2 separate regions of the Mus musculus genome follow, and region 1 is linked to region 2. The links are chromatin contacts, called in public HiChIP or PLAC-seq maps. All regions are on one chromosome and are shown on one strand. The core of a region is the stretch at or near the end of the contact, and the rest is flanking DNA. Distances in the headings are between cores, read along the strand shown. Region 1 holds the start of Tlr12 (toll-like receptor 12). Region 2 holds the start of Psmb2 (proteasome (prosome, macropain) subunit, beta type 2).

What was found. HiChIP or PLAC-seq counts read pairs in DNA pulled down with a chosen protein or histone mark.
Region 1: an H3K27ac HiChIP or PLAC-seq map of large pre-B cells shows a contact between it and region 2, with 10 times the contacts expected there. The contact joins the promoter of Tlr12 here to the promoter of Psmb2 in region 2. A contact is called at or near these places in 1 of 39 promoter capture datasets (liver) and 1 of 115 datasets of contacts at active chromatin or transcription factors (large pre-B cells).

The regions. Positions count from the first base shown.
Region 1 is chr4:128,613,495-128,621,045 of GRCm38.p6, reverse strand. It overlaps Tlr12 (toll-like receptor 12), which reads left to right and starts at 2,427. Exons shown (of 1, transcript NM_205823.2): 1 at 2,427-5,600. The coding sequence starts at 2,591. The coding sequence ends at 5,311.
Region 2 is chr4:126,673,505-126,680,291 of GRCm38.p6, reverse strand. It overlaps Psmb2 (proteasome (prosome, macropain) subunit, beta type 2), which reads right to left and starts at 2,649. Exons shown (of 6, transcript NM_011970.4): 1 at 2,447-2,649. The coding sequence starts at 2,537.

The DNA.
Region 1 (7,551 bases), core at 1,178-3,677, 1.9 Mb before region 2:
TTTCACTTTGTTTCCCAGACTGGCCTTGAACTCATTCAGTGGCCCAGAGGGAGATTGACTTTCAGTTGTGTGAGGTTCGGACGGAGCCACCAGTCCAGCTTTAACAGTATTTTATCCTGAATTTTTATTTGTTTATTTTGTGTGTGGAGGGTTGGGTGGGTGCATGTGCCAGTCAGAGGGCAAGTTCACGAGTCAGTCAGTTCCCTCTGCTTCCAGGTGGGTCCTGGGGATCAGCTCAGGTCACCAGGTTGACAGCAACCTTCACCTGATGAGCCACGTGGCCAGCCCTTGACATTTCTTTTTAAAGTCCATGTCCTCCAGGTTTACGGTATTGTTTGTTGGAGCAACCCAAATGCCCTGTGACAATGTCCTCATATCTGAAAGCGACTGCTCCTGTGTTGAGCCCAGTTTGACAGGTGTTTATGCTAGGATGTCTAGTTTGATGTGGGTTATTGTATAAATGGGGGAAGTGAGACTCTTGTTTTTCTTTAGAAAAATTTTTTCCCCTAACTTTTGGGTCTATGGCCTAGCTTTCTAATTTTCAGCTCTGTTCTTCCCTCCTTCCTTCCACTCATCACCCTCTCTCAGACCATCTCAGTCAGGGTCTTTATATTTAGCTCAGTCGAACCTGAAACTCACAATGTAGTACAAGCTGACCTCATAATTGTGATCCCCCTGCCTGGGCACAGGGATTATGAACAACATGTAATTTCTAATCCTCTGTTGCCAGCATCTCTGTTGTCACCCCCACCCGCACCCCCATTTTGCCCTGCCAGAATTGATTTACACACGGGGTTCCCCACTCTGATTTGGGGGCCTCTTGAGGCAAGATCAGCGCCATGAAGTTGGAGAGGTGCAGATATTTAGACACCGGTTCTATGTTGCAGCTCTTCAATGCTCCTCCAGGGCTCTGTCACTCATGGGCCTGTCCTCTCTTACAGCTGCTAATCCTGTCTGGGCTCCTGGACTACCCGTCAATGCCTTGCAAGCCTGCCTCCTAACCCCTCATGCTTAGTCTTTTTGCATATTAAAATTTTAGGAACTTTTTTTTGTTTTGTTTTTTCGAGACAGGATTTCTTTGTGTAGCCCTGGCTGTCCTGGAACTCACTTTGTAGACCAGGCTGGCCTCGAGCTCAGAAATCCACCTGCTTCTGCCTCCCGAGTGCTGGGATTAAAGGCGTGTGCCACCAAGCCCGGCTTCGTAGGAACATCTTAATTCGAACATGTTTGTTCTGTATATTAACACTGACTAACATACAGGCATATTAGAAAAATTTTAAGAAACCTGACCTAACCATCTTTGCTAACTATCCTTTTGTTTTTTGACTTTTCTTTTTAGAAATTCTTGGGTTTCCCATGCAGGCATCCCAGCGTCCTGCCCTTGTGGCCGTTGTGTTTCTCCTTTAGTACCTTTAATTTTGCCGTTCCTGTCAGTTTGGCCATTCTCCCGCCTCCATTCTAACACTCAGCAGAAATGCAGTTGTCTCCTTCCCGGCTGTAAGTCAGAGGTGCTGAGAACGATACTCTTTTATAGGTCTTGGCAAGCTATGTCATTTGATGTTAACAGGATTTTCTTCTCTCTGAGTCTGTTAGTTTTTCAAATCATGAACAGATGTTGATCTGTGTCCAGTGCTTTGCTTCATAGTTTGAGGTGACCACAAAGCTCCTTTCTTTCTCTTTCTCTTCCCACTTAGGTCCCAGCCCTGTCCTGGCAGTTCAGGTCAAGGTAAAGGCCTTTCTTTTCTTGCCCCAGTGTCTGAGAGCAGGGCTGGAGCCCTCCCTACATCCAGTCTTCTCAGGTCAAATGCCATGACAACATCGTGTTGATATATTATTTTGCTTATAAAACATCCCCATTTGTGTTTAACCCAAGAACTCCAGGGGGGTCAGTAAAGAAAGGAAGTCATAATGAAACTAACAAGGAGAAAACCCCAGCTGATCTAAATCTGTGTTTGCAGCAATCCTACAGAGCAATCAAGCAAACGGGAGTTAGTCTACTTGGACAGAAGAGAACACAGGCTCAGAAGAGAAGAGGTGTTTTACTTGAGGACTGTGCAAAGCCAGACCAGACTCTACTTGTGTGTGTGTGTGTGTGTGTGTGTGTGTGTGTGTGTGTGTGTGTGTGTGTGTGTGTGTGGAGGGGGGTTGGGGGTGAGGATGTAGCAGGCACAGAAGCCAGGGGTCTAACCACACTGCAGACTGTTCTAGTGGTGCGCAGCCATCATCCCAGCCCTGGGGGTGGAAGTAAGAGAATCAGAAGTTCAAAAGGAGTCTTAACAAACTGAGCTCGTGGGACAGCCTGGGCTGCACATAAAAAAGAAAGCAACAACAAGAAAAGAAACTCTGTTTGCTTTCTCCTAACAGGAAGTGAGACCCCCCCATCCCCCTACGTTGCCCTGGTGTCATTTCCCCTCCCTCGAAGCCTCAGTGCTAAGTATCTCCAAGTCGGCCTCCTCACTTCCCGGCTTCCACAGTGGCCCTTTGACGGTGCTCCCGGACCTTGCAGGTACTCTGAGGTGGATGAGAGTATTGGTAACCCGGAGGCATAGGAGTCTAAAGTCCTCTCAGCTCTGATTCCTCTGGTGTAGAGATGGGCAGGTACTGGCTGCTGCCAGGTCTCCTCCTTTCCCTGCCTCTGGTAACTGGGTGGAGCACTTCCAACTGCCTGGTGACCGAAGGCTCCCGACTGCCCCTGGTCTCCCGCTATTTCACATTCTGCCGCCATTCCAAGCTATCCTTTCTTGCTGCATGCCTCTCCGTGAGCAACCTGACACAGACCTTGGAAGTTGTACCTCGGACTGTGGAGGGGCTCTGCCTCGGTGGTACTGTGTCTACTCTGCTTCCAGATGCTTTCTCTGCTTTTCCTGGTCTCAAGGTCCTGGCACTGAGTCTGCACCTTACCCAACTTCTGCCAGGAGCTCTCCGGGGTCTGGGACAGTTGCAGAGCCTCTCTTTTTTTGACTCTCCTCTTAGGAGATCTCTCTTTCTACCTCCTGATGCCTTCAGTGACCTGATTTCCCTCCAGAGACTCCATATCTCTGGCCCTTGCCTGGATAAGAAGGCAGGCATCCGCCTGCCTCCCGGTCTGCAATGGCTGGGTGTCACGCTCAGTTGCATTCAGGACGTGGGAGAGCTGGCTGGTATGTTCCCAGATCTGGTGCAAGGTTCCTCCTCCAGGGTTTCGTGGACCCTGCAGAAGTTGGATCTGTCATCCAACTGGAAGCTGAAGATGGCTAGTCCTGGGTCCCTCCAGGGTCTCCAGGTGGAGATTCTGGACCTGACAAGAACACCACTGGATGCCGTGTGGCTGAAGGGCCTGGGACTTCAGAAACTCGATGTCTTGTATGCACAGACTGCCACGGCCGAGCTGGCTGCTGAGGCTGTTGCCCACTTTGAGCTGCAGGGCTTGATTGTGAAAGAAAGCAAGATAGGATCTATATCTCAGGAGGCTCTGGCTTCCTGCCACAGCCTGAAGACCTTGGGTCTTTCAAGCACTGGCCTAACCAAGCTTCCACCAGGCTTCCTGACTGCCATGCCTAGGCTTCAGCGACTGGAGCTGTCCGGAAACCAACTGCAGAGCGCCGTGCTGTGCATGAATGAGACGGGAGATGTGTCAGGACTCACGACTCTGGATCTGTCAGGCAACAGGTTGCGCATCCTGCCTCCAGCCGCCTTCTCCTGCTTACCCCACTTGCGAGAGCTGCTGCTTCGGTACAACCAGCTGCTTTCCCTGGAGGGATACCTATTCCAGGAGCTCCAGCAACTAGAGACCTTGAAGCTGGATGGAAACCCCCTGCTTCACCTGGGTAAGAACTGGTTGGCGGCTCTGCCTGCATTGACCACCCTTAGCTTGCTAGATACCCAAATACGGATGAGCCCAGAGCCTGGCTTCTGGGGAGCAAAGAATCTGCATACCTTGAGCCTGAAGCTTCCCGCTCTCCCTGCTCCGGCAGTATTGTTCCTGCCCATGTATCTGACCAGCTTAGAGCTTCATATAGCCTCAGGCACGACGGAGCACTGGACGCTGTCCCCAGCGATCTTTCCTTCCTTGGAGACCTTGACTATAAGCGGCGGGGGACTGAAGCTGAAGCTGGGGTCCCAGAATGCTTCTGGGGTCTTCCCTGCTCTCCAGAAGCTCTCCCTGCTTAAGAACAGCTTGGATGCCTTCTGCTCCCAGGGTACCTCCAACCTTTTCCTCTGGCAGCTCCCCAAACTTCAGTCCTTGAGGGTATGGGGTGCTGGAAACAGCTCCAGACCCTGCCTTATCACTGGGCTGCCCAGCCTACGGGAGCTGAAGCTGGCGTCGCTTCAGTCCATAACCCAGCCCCGTTCGGTGCAGCTGGAGGAGCTGGTGGGTGACCTTCCACAGCTCCAGGCCTTAGTGCTATCCAGCACAGGCCTCAAGTCACTGTCGGCTGCTGCTTTCCAGCGCCTGCACAGTCTCCAGGTCTTAGTGCTAGAATACGAGAAGGACTTGATGCTGCAGGACAGTCTGAGGGAGTACAGCCCTCAGATGCCCCACTATATATACATTCTGGAGTCAAACCTGGCCTGCCACTGTGCCAATGCGTGGATGGAGCCATGGGTTAAGCGGTCCACTAAAACGTACATATACATAAGAGACAATCGCTTATGTCCAGGACAAGACAGGCTCTCTGCTAGGGGTTCCCTTCCCTCCTTTCTCTGGGACCACTGCCCCCAGACGTTGGAGCTGAAACTCTTTTTGGCTAGTTCTGCCTTGGTGTTCATGCTAATTGCCTTGCCTCTCCTCCAAGAAGCCAGGAACTCTTGGATCCCCTACCTGCAGGCCTTGTTCAGGGTTTGGCTCCAGGGTCTGAGGGGTAAGGGAGACAAGGGGAAGAGGTTCCTTTTTGATGTATTCGTGTCCCACTGCAGGCAAGACCAGGGCTGGGTGATAGAGGAACTTCTGCCTGCTCTGGAGGGCTTCCTTCCAGCTGGCCTGGGCCTGCGCCTCTGTCTCCCCGAGCGTGACTTTGAGCCTGGTAAGGATGTAGTTGATAATGTGGTAGATAGCATGTTGAGCAGCCGTACCACACTCTGCGTGTTGAGTGGGCAGGCCCTGTGTAACCCCCGATGCCGCCTGGAGCTCCGCTTGGCCACCTCTCTCCTCCTGGCTGCCCCGTCCCCTCCAGTGTTGCTGCTAGTCTTCTTGGAACCCATTTCTCGGCACCAGCTTCCGGGTTACCACAGACTGGCTCGGCTGCTTCGAAGAGGAGACTACTGTCTGTGGCCCGAGGAAGAGGAGAGAAAGAGTGGGTTCTGGACTTGGCTGAGGAGCAGGCTAGGGTAGCCATAGCCAGCACTGGTGTGGGGTGGTGCATGTGAATTTTGGGGTGGGGTTGGGGGAAGGGAAGCAAGCCTGCCTGTCAAGGAGTTGGTGTGTTTGTAGGTGCAGGGTCGGGGACAGTGGGTCTAAGAGGCTGAAGTCAGCCTTTTGCAGCGCAGGAATCCACGTGCTGTGAACACAGGTTTTGGGGGGCCTGGAGGTTGAATGAGGAAAACTGAGAGATGGAAGGTGTCCGCGGGGTATGTGACATTCCCAAGATCTTCAAATCCTCAGTAAACTTGCTAAATTCATGAAATGCGTGGCATGGTTGAACTTTTTATTTAGTAGAAATGCAAGGGGCAGAAAGCAAAGCGGGAAATGAAGGTGGAAATTCATGGGCACGCTAGGAAGGAGGGAAGGCTTTCCTAAGCTACAGAACTTGGGGCCAGGTCAAGTTCAGCCTGACCTTCGTGCGCCAGTGGGTCTTTTTGCATCAAGTGCCATAGAGGCTGTTTAGTTTCACTTCTGTGCATGTGATAAAACACCCAGGCCAAATCAACTTAAAGGAAGAAAGGGTTTTTATTTGTTTGTTTGTGGTCCCCTCCTCAACAATTTCAGGTTGCACTCTGTCGAAGTGGGACGTCAAGGCAGAAATTCAAGGCAGGCTTGCTTGTTATTTCACACAGCATTATCGTCCAACCAAGGAGCTCACTTCACAGGCAAGAAGTACAGCAAGAACCATGGAGGTGCCACTTGCGAGCCGGCTTATGCTCAGCCTGCTTTCTTATCGGGTTCAAGGCCACTGCCTAGGATTGGTGTGGCTAACACTGGATGTGTTTCTCCAAATGACAATCAAGACAAGTCCTCCCACAGACATACCCCCAGGCCAATCTGTTCTAGGCAATTTCTCAGTTGCGATTTTCCTCTCAGGTGACTTTAGGCTATGACAGAGTTGACAGCTGAGGTCCAAACAACTGGGAGGCAGACAGATCATTTCTCCTTCCGGGAACACATGAAGCTGTGTTCTCATGTAGTGCATCCTCCTGAGCCTCAGAGAAACACCGTCACCCTGGATGCTCCAGCTGTATGGCACCAGCCACGTGTGGCTCCCAGAGCACCTCGCTCTCGAGAACCCTCGCCCCCGGGCCTTTGCACATTCTGCTTCCTTACGAACAACACCTTTCCCTGAGCACCTGCACAACAGCCTGTAAGGTTAAGCTCAGCCATCAGTCGCTTTCTCCAGAGGTCTGTGCTGAGCTCCCAGCCTGGGACAGCATTTTGGAAGAAAGTACTATATTAAGATTTTTCTCTTTTTCTCCTCCTCTCACCCCGAACCCCAGCCTAGCCTAGCTTTGGATCTCTCTAAGTAACCGAGGATGGCTCCGAACTCCCAATCTTCTTGCCTCCGAATTTCCAGTGCCAGGATTATGGGTGTGTGGATTATCTGGCCCAGCTTTATTTTTCTTTTTCTCTTCAAAATCGTACCTATCTCTGAAGCTAGATTGCCTACTTTTTAAACTATGTGGCTTTCGTATGTTAGTTTGTACCTCAGTTTCCTGCTCTGTAAAATGGAATAGCACCACCCCCCACCCCCAGTATTTTGTGAGACTTAAATGGGTTAATGTGATTGAAAGAATAAGAAAACCACCCAGTTTATCACACATGTGTTCAATAGGAGTTTATTATTACGGGACTGAATTCATAATCTATATTCGATGATAATAATCCATACTGTTCTTGACAAGGACCTGAGTTTGCACTAGCAACTCACTTTGGGGCAGGTGCTCATTACCACCTCTAACTCCAGCTCCAGGGAACCTGACGTCCTCTTCTGGTCTCAGAGTATACTGGCACTCATGTGAACATGCCAGACTTAACACATGCACGTAATTAAAAAAATAAGAATCCTAAAAAAATTAAAACGATGTTTTATATTACTACATTTGTATCATTTATAAGCAAATACTCATATGTTGGAAACATGTGCCCTGGAAGTGTGTTTTACGGCTAGGAGTACTTGATCCTGTGAGTTTGGAGACTGGGTCCTGAAGCAAAGACGAAGACTGATGTCTTTATCCTCAGAGCCTAGTCCTGTCAGCGGAAAAGATTCACATTGGCAAATGCAGCATGCCGCCAAAACAGGCAGAACCCGAGGTTTATTCTGGCTGGGATTTGGTCTCTTAGGGATTATTTTATTTTATTTTTTTAAATTTCCACTTCTAAAAGGCTAGGTTTTAATTAGACAAAGGCAAAGAGACATCTTA
Region 2 (6,787 bases), core at 1,400-3,899:
AACATTTATGGATAAAGGCATGGAGCACATCCTCCTTTTCAAAGCCATCCACACAGTCACTGTGAGGAAACAGAGACCCCGCAACTTGACATCCGCTCCACCTACTCTTCATGCTAAAATCACCTGCTGTCAAAGCAATGGACCAATTTACTCTCAAAATGAACTTAAACCTTTGGAGACTGGCTCACAAAATAACTTCTACAAACTAATCATAAAATTTCATAAAGTCTCTTGAGAGACAATTAATACCATAGAGGTCTGATTTCAAGTCCTTCAGAAAGAACAGAATGCAAGCAAAGCTCACAGCATTCTCTCTCTATCCCCAGATGGAAGCGCCAGGCTCACACCAGATAGGTAGGTGCCTTTGCTTTGTGAGATCGGTTGTGGCAACTGTGCTTTTTCAGTTCTGACAACGCACTTCAAGGAGCTCCAGATCTAAGCCTTTTTCCTCCTGGGATCTAGGATTCACTGCTCTTCACTTTCAAAGCTTTCCCTAATCTCTCCCCACGGTCCATCCCTAAAGTCTCCTCCTCTTCTTCTTAAGTCTCCAAAGCTTGACTGCTCTAGTCTCAACTCAGCAAATACTTTCTAGTTTGTGTTACAGTTATTTTAACACACATCTGACTTTTACTGAATTACTAACATTGTGTGTGTGTGTGTGTGTGTGTGTGTGTGTGTGTGTGTGTGTCACACATAAGTGTATGGGTGTACCTGTCTCACCCGGGACAGAGAAGGACATCAGGCCATCCCTCACCTTATTCTCACGCAGCAGAGGCTCACCCTTTGGGCCTGACTGACTGACTGACTGGTCAGTGAGCTCCCAGGATCTGTGTTTCCTGCTCCCAAGTAGGGACACAGCCATGCCTGTTTGATCTTTTTTCTTTTAAGTGAGTACTTGGAATTTAAATTCTTCATGCTTACACAGCAAGCACACTGACCTACTCAACTATCTTCCCAACTACATAGTATTCTTTTTTTTCTTCCTCTTTTCAGTCCCTAGCACTGTAAAGAACACAGAGAGGCATGAAACTTGTCAAATGAACTTTTAATCCACTGAACAAAAGCTAGATATCTTTCAAACAGTAACATGCCTATGATCAGTCATGAAAACACTCAAGATTCTGTGGGTCAGTTGTCACTATAAAGGTAGTGAAGTTGTTAAGGGTAAAAGAGATCATTTTGCATAATGTCTACTAACTTGTTTTTGGAGTGCTGAGGCTGGGGCCTTGTATATGGTCGAAACATATGTTGCCACTGAATTGTAGACTCAGTCCCAAATTACACAGATTTGAACCTAGGTTCTACCACCTGTAAGCTTAGAAACTTTTTCTTTGATAATTTTAAAATTTTTATTTATTTATTTAGAGACTCTCTCTCTTGTTCTGCACAGGTGCACATTGCCACAGAACAGGTGCACAGGTCAGAGGACAACCTGCAGGATGTTGGGGTGGGGTCTCTTCCTCTGCCATCTGGGTTCTGGGACCAAACTCCGGTTGTGAAGCCTGGGCAAAAGCATCTTTACTACTGAGTTATTTCAACATCTCCTTAAGAAAGTTTTGTACATATACACACATATACACACACACACATACATATATACACATACATAGATATGTATACGCACACATATATGTACACACACACACATATATATGCATGTGTGTTATATATAATATATACTATATCTATACATCTTAGTTATACATATTCTGTCTCCAAAACTAACTGCAAGAAGGGCACATAGTAGAGCCAAACTTTTAACAAATTAAAATGTTAACGATGGACACACCTGATACATATATGCTTCAGTTTGTTAAGTGTTTGTCCAATGCTAACTCCTTCACTCAATCCTCTCAACAAGTTTTGAGTTGGTTATTAGTAATTTGAGAGATAAGAAAATCTGGGCACGGGAAAAAAAATAACGTACAAAACTCACAGAGCAAATAAAGAGAGGCCATCTCTGCTGCATTCCACTATTTAACGACAAGTAAAATCTAGCAGCCAGGGAAAGGCGGAAGAGGCTCTGAGGTGAGCCACTGAAGACAGCGGAAGCAGAGTGGAAATGCCAAACTCTGGGGAGTCTCACTCTCCCCAAGATCCCACCTTAGGGCACCCACAAATTATAACTTCTATCTGGGGCGACTGAAACTTGCCAGAAATTCAGAAATTGGAGGCGCCGGGCACACACTTGAGCTCTCATAAACTTAATTCCCTCACGCTGAGCAACTCTCACCTAGCAAGCCTCATCTGACCCAGAATCCCAAACTAGAGCCCTAAGCTTGTCTGCCGGCTCCCCCGGCTTCTCAATCCTGCAGTGCCAGCAGGGCAGAGCACACTGGGCTCCATCTTCCAAGCTGCCCAGAGGGAGGCCCACGGTCCCCTTCACCAACTCCCGCCGACTGCCCCTCCAGCCAGGCCCGCCGGGCCTCCCCCTGCTTCCTCTCACCGTCCTTCATCTGGACAATATTGCTGGCGGCCACTCGGTCGGAAGCGACGAGGACATAGTCTGGGCCCTGGATGCCAATGAGGTACTCCATGGTGCCGGGAAGCGGGAGGCTGCAGAGGCCACGGACAGGGACACTTCCCGGGTACACGACCTCACCAGTGAGACAGCACACCCGGACTGAGCTGGGGGTGACGCAAGACGCGCGACGGCCCAGTCACTGGCGCGGCCCAATGACGTCACCTCTCGCGAGAGAGCAGGCGGGAGCTTGGGTGCTTTTCCGCGCTGAGATTGCGGAGTGGGCTGGTCTAGAGGTGTGGTTTGGAAACGTAGCTGTGGGTGATGGGGCGTTGCGTTTCCTTATCTACCAAGTCGAATTTTAGAGTTTGCACGCAAATCAAGCCGTACCCTGTGTAAGAAGTACCAGCACGTGTGGGTGCTACAGAGGAGAGGAGGTCTTCAGCTTTCTGGTTTTCATTTCCTTGCTCGTTAAACAAACGGGAAAATTTTCCCTGCAAGCCAGATTGAAGAACAATTTCCCCGAGCCATAGAGTTAAGGACCAGGGGAGCAGCCTAGGACAACACATCTCAAAAGCAAAACAAACAAACAAACAAAAAACCTACTTGGCGGTGGTTCCCTCTTGAAATCCTAGTACTGGATAGACAGAGGCAGAAAGCACGTTAGTCAAGCCTGTCCCTCGAACCCACGGTAGAAAGAACAGACTCCCCAAAGTTTTCCTCTGACCATCACACTAGCGCGTTCATCCCCAATACAAATAATTTTTAAAAAAAATTTTAAATTTAAATATTTTACTATACTTCTGTTTCATTACATTTAAAATATTATTTTAAAAATGTATTTATTAATGTAAATGAGCTAAATACCTAATAAAAATGGGAAAAAAAAGTATTTATTTACACTCCAGCCATTGCCCCCCTCCCCAAAGTTCCTCATCCCAACAAATTTTTAAATGTTCACTTTTATTTACTTATTTTTTATATTTTGATTTGTCCCGACAGGATTTCTTGGCTACTCTGAAACTCACTCTTATAGACTAGGCTGACCTCGAACTCAGAGATCCACCTGCCTCTGCTTTCTGAGTGCTGGGATTAATGTATTGTGACACCACCACCCGGCCTTTTTTGAGAGATGGGGTATTACTACTATGTAGCCTTGGTTGTCCTGGAACTAATTTAATTGTGTTGACCAGACTAACTTCAAATTCACAAAAATCTGCCTTCCTCTAACTCATCAGTGCTAGAATTAAATTCCTGATCCACATGCCCTACATGAAATATTTTGGAAAGAGTAAGATAGGAAATTAGGGATGGACTGGAGAGATGGACCCGTGCTTAAGAACACTGGCTGCTCTTCTGGAAGACCTGGAATCAATTTCCAGTACCCATAAGGCAACTGGAAGACAGCTATCAGCAACTCTGGTGTATCTCTGTCCTCTGAAGGCACTTCACACACTTGATGCACACACATACATTCAGGCCAAAACCCCATAACACATAAAGTAAAAATAATTCTTTTAACAATAGAAAGGGTAATAGAGGAGAGACTACAATTAAACTGCATATAGAAATGTCTTAGTGAAACTTGTGACTTTGTACAGTTAATATACTTGTGCCGGCTAGTCCTCTGTCAACTTGACACAGACTAGAGCTATGTGAAATGAGGCAACCCTTAATTGAGAAAATGCCTCCATAAGGTCCAGCTATAAGGCTTTTCTTAATTAGTGATTGACGAGGGAGAACCAACCCATTATGGGTGGTGCTGTCCCTGAGCTGGTGGTCCTGGGTTCTATAAGAAAGCAGGCTGAGCAAGCCATGGGAAGCAAGCCGGTGAGCATCCCCCTCCCCCGTAAGGCCTCTACATCAGCTCCTGCCCCCAGGAGCTTGACCTGTTTGAGTTGCTCTCCTGACTTCCTTCAGTATTGAACAGTGCCATGGAAGTATAAGCTGTTTCCTCCTCAACTTGTCTTTTGGTCATGATAGTTCATCCCAGCAGTAAAACCTGTAACTAGGACCGTACTTTAATAATAAAACCTTTTTGCCAGTCAGTGTGGTGCACACCTTTAATTCCAACAGTCTGAAGGCAGAGGCAGACCGATCTCTGAGTTTGAGGCCAGCCTGGTCTACAGAGCAAGTTCCAGGGCAATCAGGGCTACACAGAAAAACCCTGTCTCAAAAAAAAAAAAAAAACAAAAAAAAAACCACAAAATAGAGTTTATTAAATATACATTATCTTTCGAATGTATCCAAAGGAATGTCTGCACAATAATCAAAACATTTCTGCACAGACTAATGTGTTGCACCACTGCGGTAGTGATGAAAAGAGGACCAACTTCCATGTTTAAGTAGAGATGTTTTACATATGCTGCTAATGGCACACAGTGATACACTACTCATCTATTCCAAAGAATGAGATGGGGCTGAGGTGATGGCACCATCAGTAAAGTGTTTATTTCACAAGCTTGAGGACCTCAGCTCAAAGCTCTGGAACCCACAGGCCTCACACAGTGCTATGTGCCTGTAGCCTCAGTGATGGGGAAATGAGGGGTGCAGGCCAGGGGGTCCCTGGGAACTCATGGGCCAGCCAATCTGGCATGAATGGTGACGTTCAAGGCCTCAAAAGACCCCACTTCAAAACAAAAGAGAAAGTGGAATGTGCCTAAGGACACACATGCACGCACACACACATGCACACACACACACACACACACAAATGAGTTGCCCTATAGCTCAAGATACATTTCACTGAACTGAAAACGAAATTGCTTTCCTCTTTGTAGAGGGATGCCATTTTATTAAAACAGTGAATATTCATCTGTGAGTGGAAAATATTTAGAAACATTTCAAGATCAGTTATACGCAGTTATTATTTAGTGTGTGTGATTTAACGGAATACTTTTCACCCGGCTGTGATGGCACACACCTTTAATCCCAGCACTCGGGAGGCAGAGGCAGGCAGGTCTCTGAGTTCGAGGCCAGCATGGTCTACAGAGTGAGTTCCAAGACTGCCAGGGCAGTCTGAATCCTGGGATGACAGGCACCCTCTACTATGCCCAGTTCACTCTCTATTGTTTCCGTTTTGTTTGAATGTTTTACTATTCTCAAGTGACACTTGAGAATATAATGATATAATGATAAGTGATATAATATCTCGAGTGTCGAGTGTATGCTAGGGATTAAGACCAGGACATTCCTTTTTATGTTAAGCACATACTTTACTACTGAGTTAACAGCGGCTAATTATTTGCAAGTAATTATGTGAGCTCAGGATGGCTTTGAACTCCTTATGCAGCTGAAAGTGATTTTGAACTCTCCGGATCCTCCTACATCTACCACACAAGTGCTGGGATTAAGGGCAAATGCCACCAATCTAGGATTTAACTAAAAAGAAAACAGCCACCACTGTAGTCTATAAGCTTTGCCACAATTCTGGAAAGGGGGAACTATGTCACGCTTAGGTTCTGGCACGTAGGACTGAGTCCTCATGTCACTTAGTGAGAAATGGAAAATAAGTTGCAATTCTACCTCCAAAGACGACTACGAGATCCCCTTGTCTCTGTAGAAATTCTAGTAATTACTTCAGTCTGCATGTTTCTTCCAGGTCTCTGCCCATAAGGGGACGTAGAGCCCGAGGAGGTTGGAGCAGCCTATCTGTCATGGGATGCCTGCCAGGGGCAAGCGAGGTCATTAAGCCAGCCATCTCTCGGAACACAACTGCATCCATCATTCTCAAAGAATTCTTTTCTTAAGCAGCAGCAGAGAAAACCCCACTGAAGCCCCCTCCTCCCTCTGGAACTCATGCCTACAACTGTGTTCTTTAACTGCTAAAATTACGCAGCAACGCTATCTACAACCTGCACACAAAGAATGCAAAGTAAATCGATCAATTGTCTCTTCTTTTACCAAAGGTAACCATCCATCAAAAGCCTGTATCCGTCATATTTTTCCTTTGTACATGCCAATATGAATTGATTCTTTTACAAAAGATGCAGAACTTTGAACAGGAAATCTGATACACACTATATACACACATGTATGTGTTTATATCTGCTATATATGCATGTATATCTGATGCATAATACATATATAAATATCTATAAAACAATTTATTCAATGGACACTTCTATCTTCTCCAAGTCTTTTGAAATCCCTTCTAGATTCCAGTGCCTAAGATGTCTTACTTTCTTGTTAGTTCAGAAAAAGAGGTGGAACTTTTTTTTTTTTTTTTTTTAAAGCTATACACCACCTCTGGATGGGTTTTTTTTAATATTTATTTATTTATTTTTATTATATACACTGTAGCTGTCTTCAGACACTCCAGAAGAG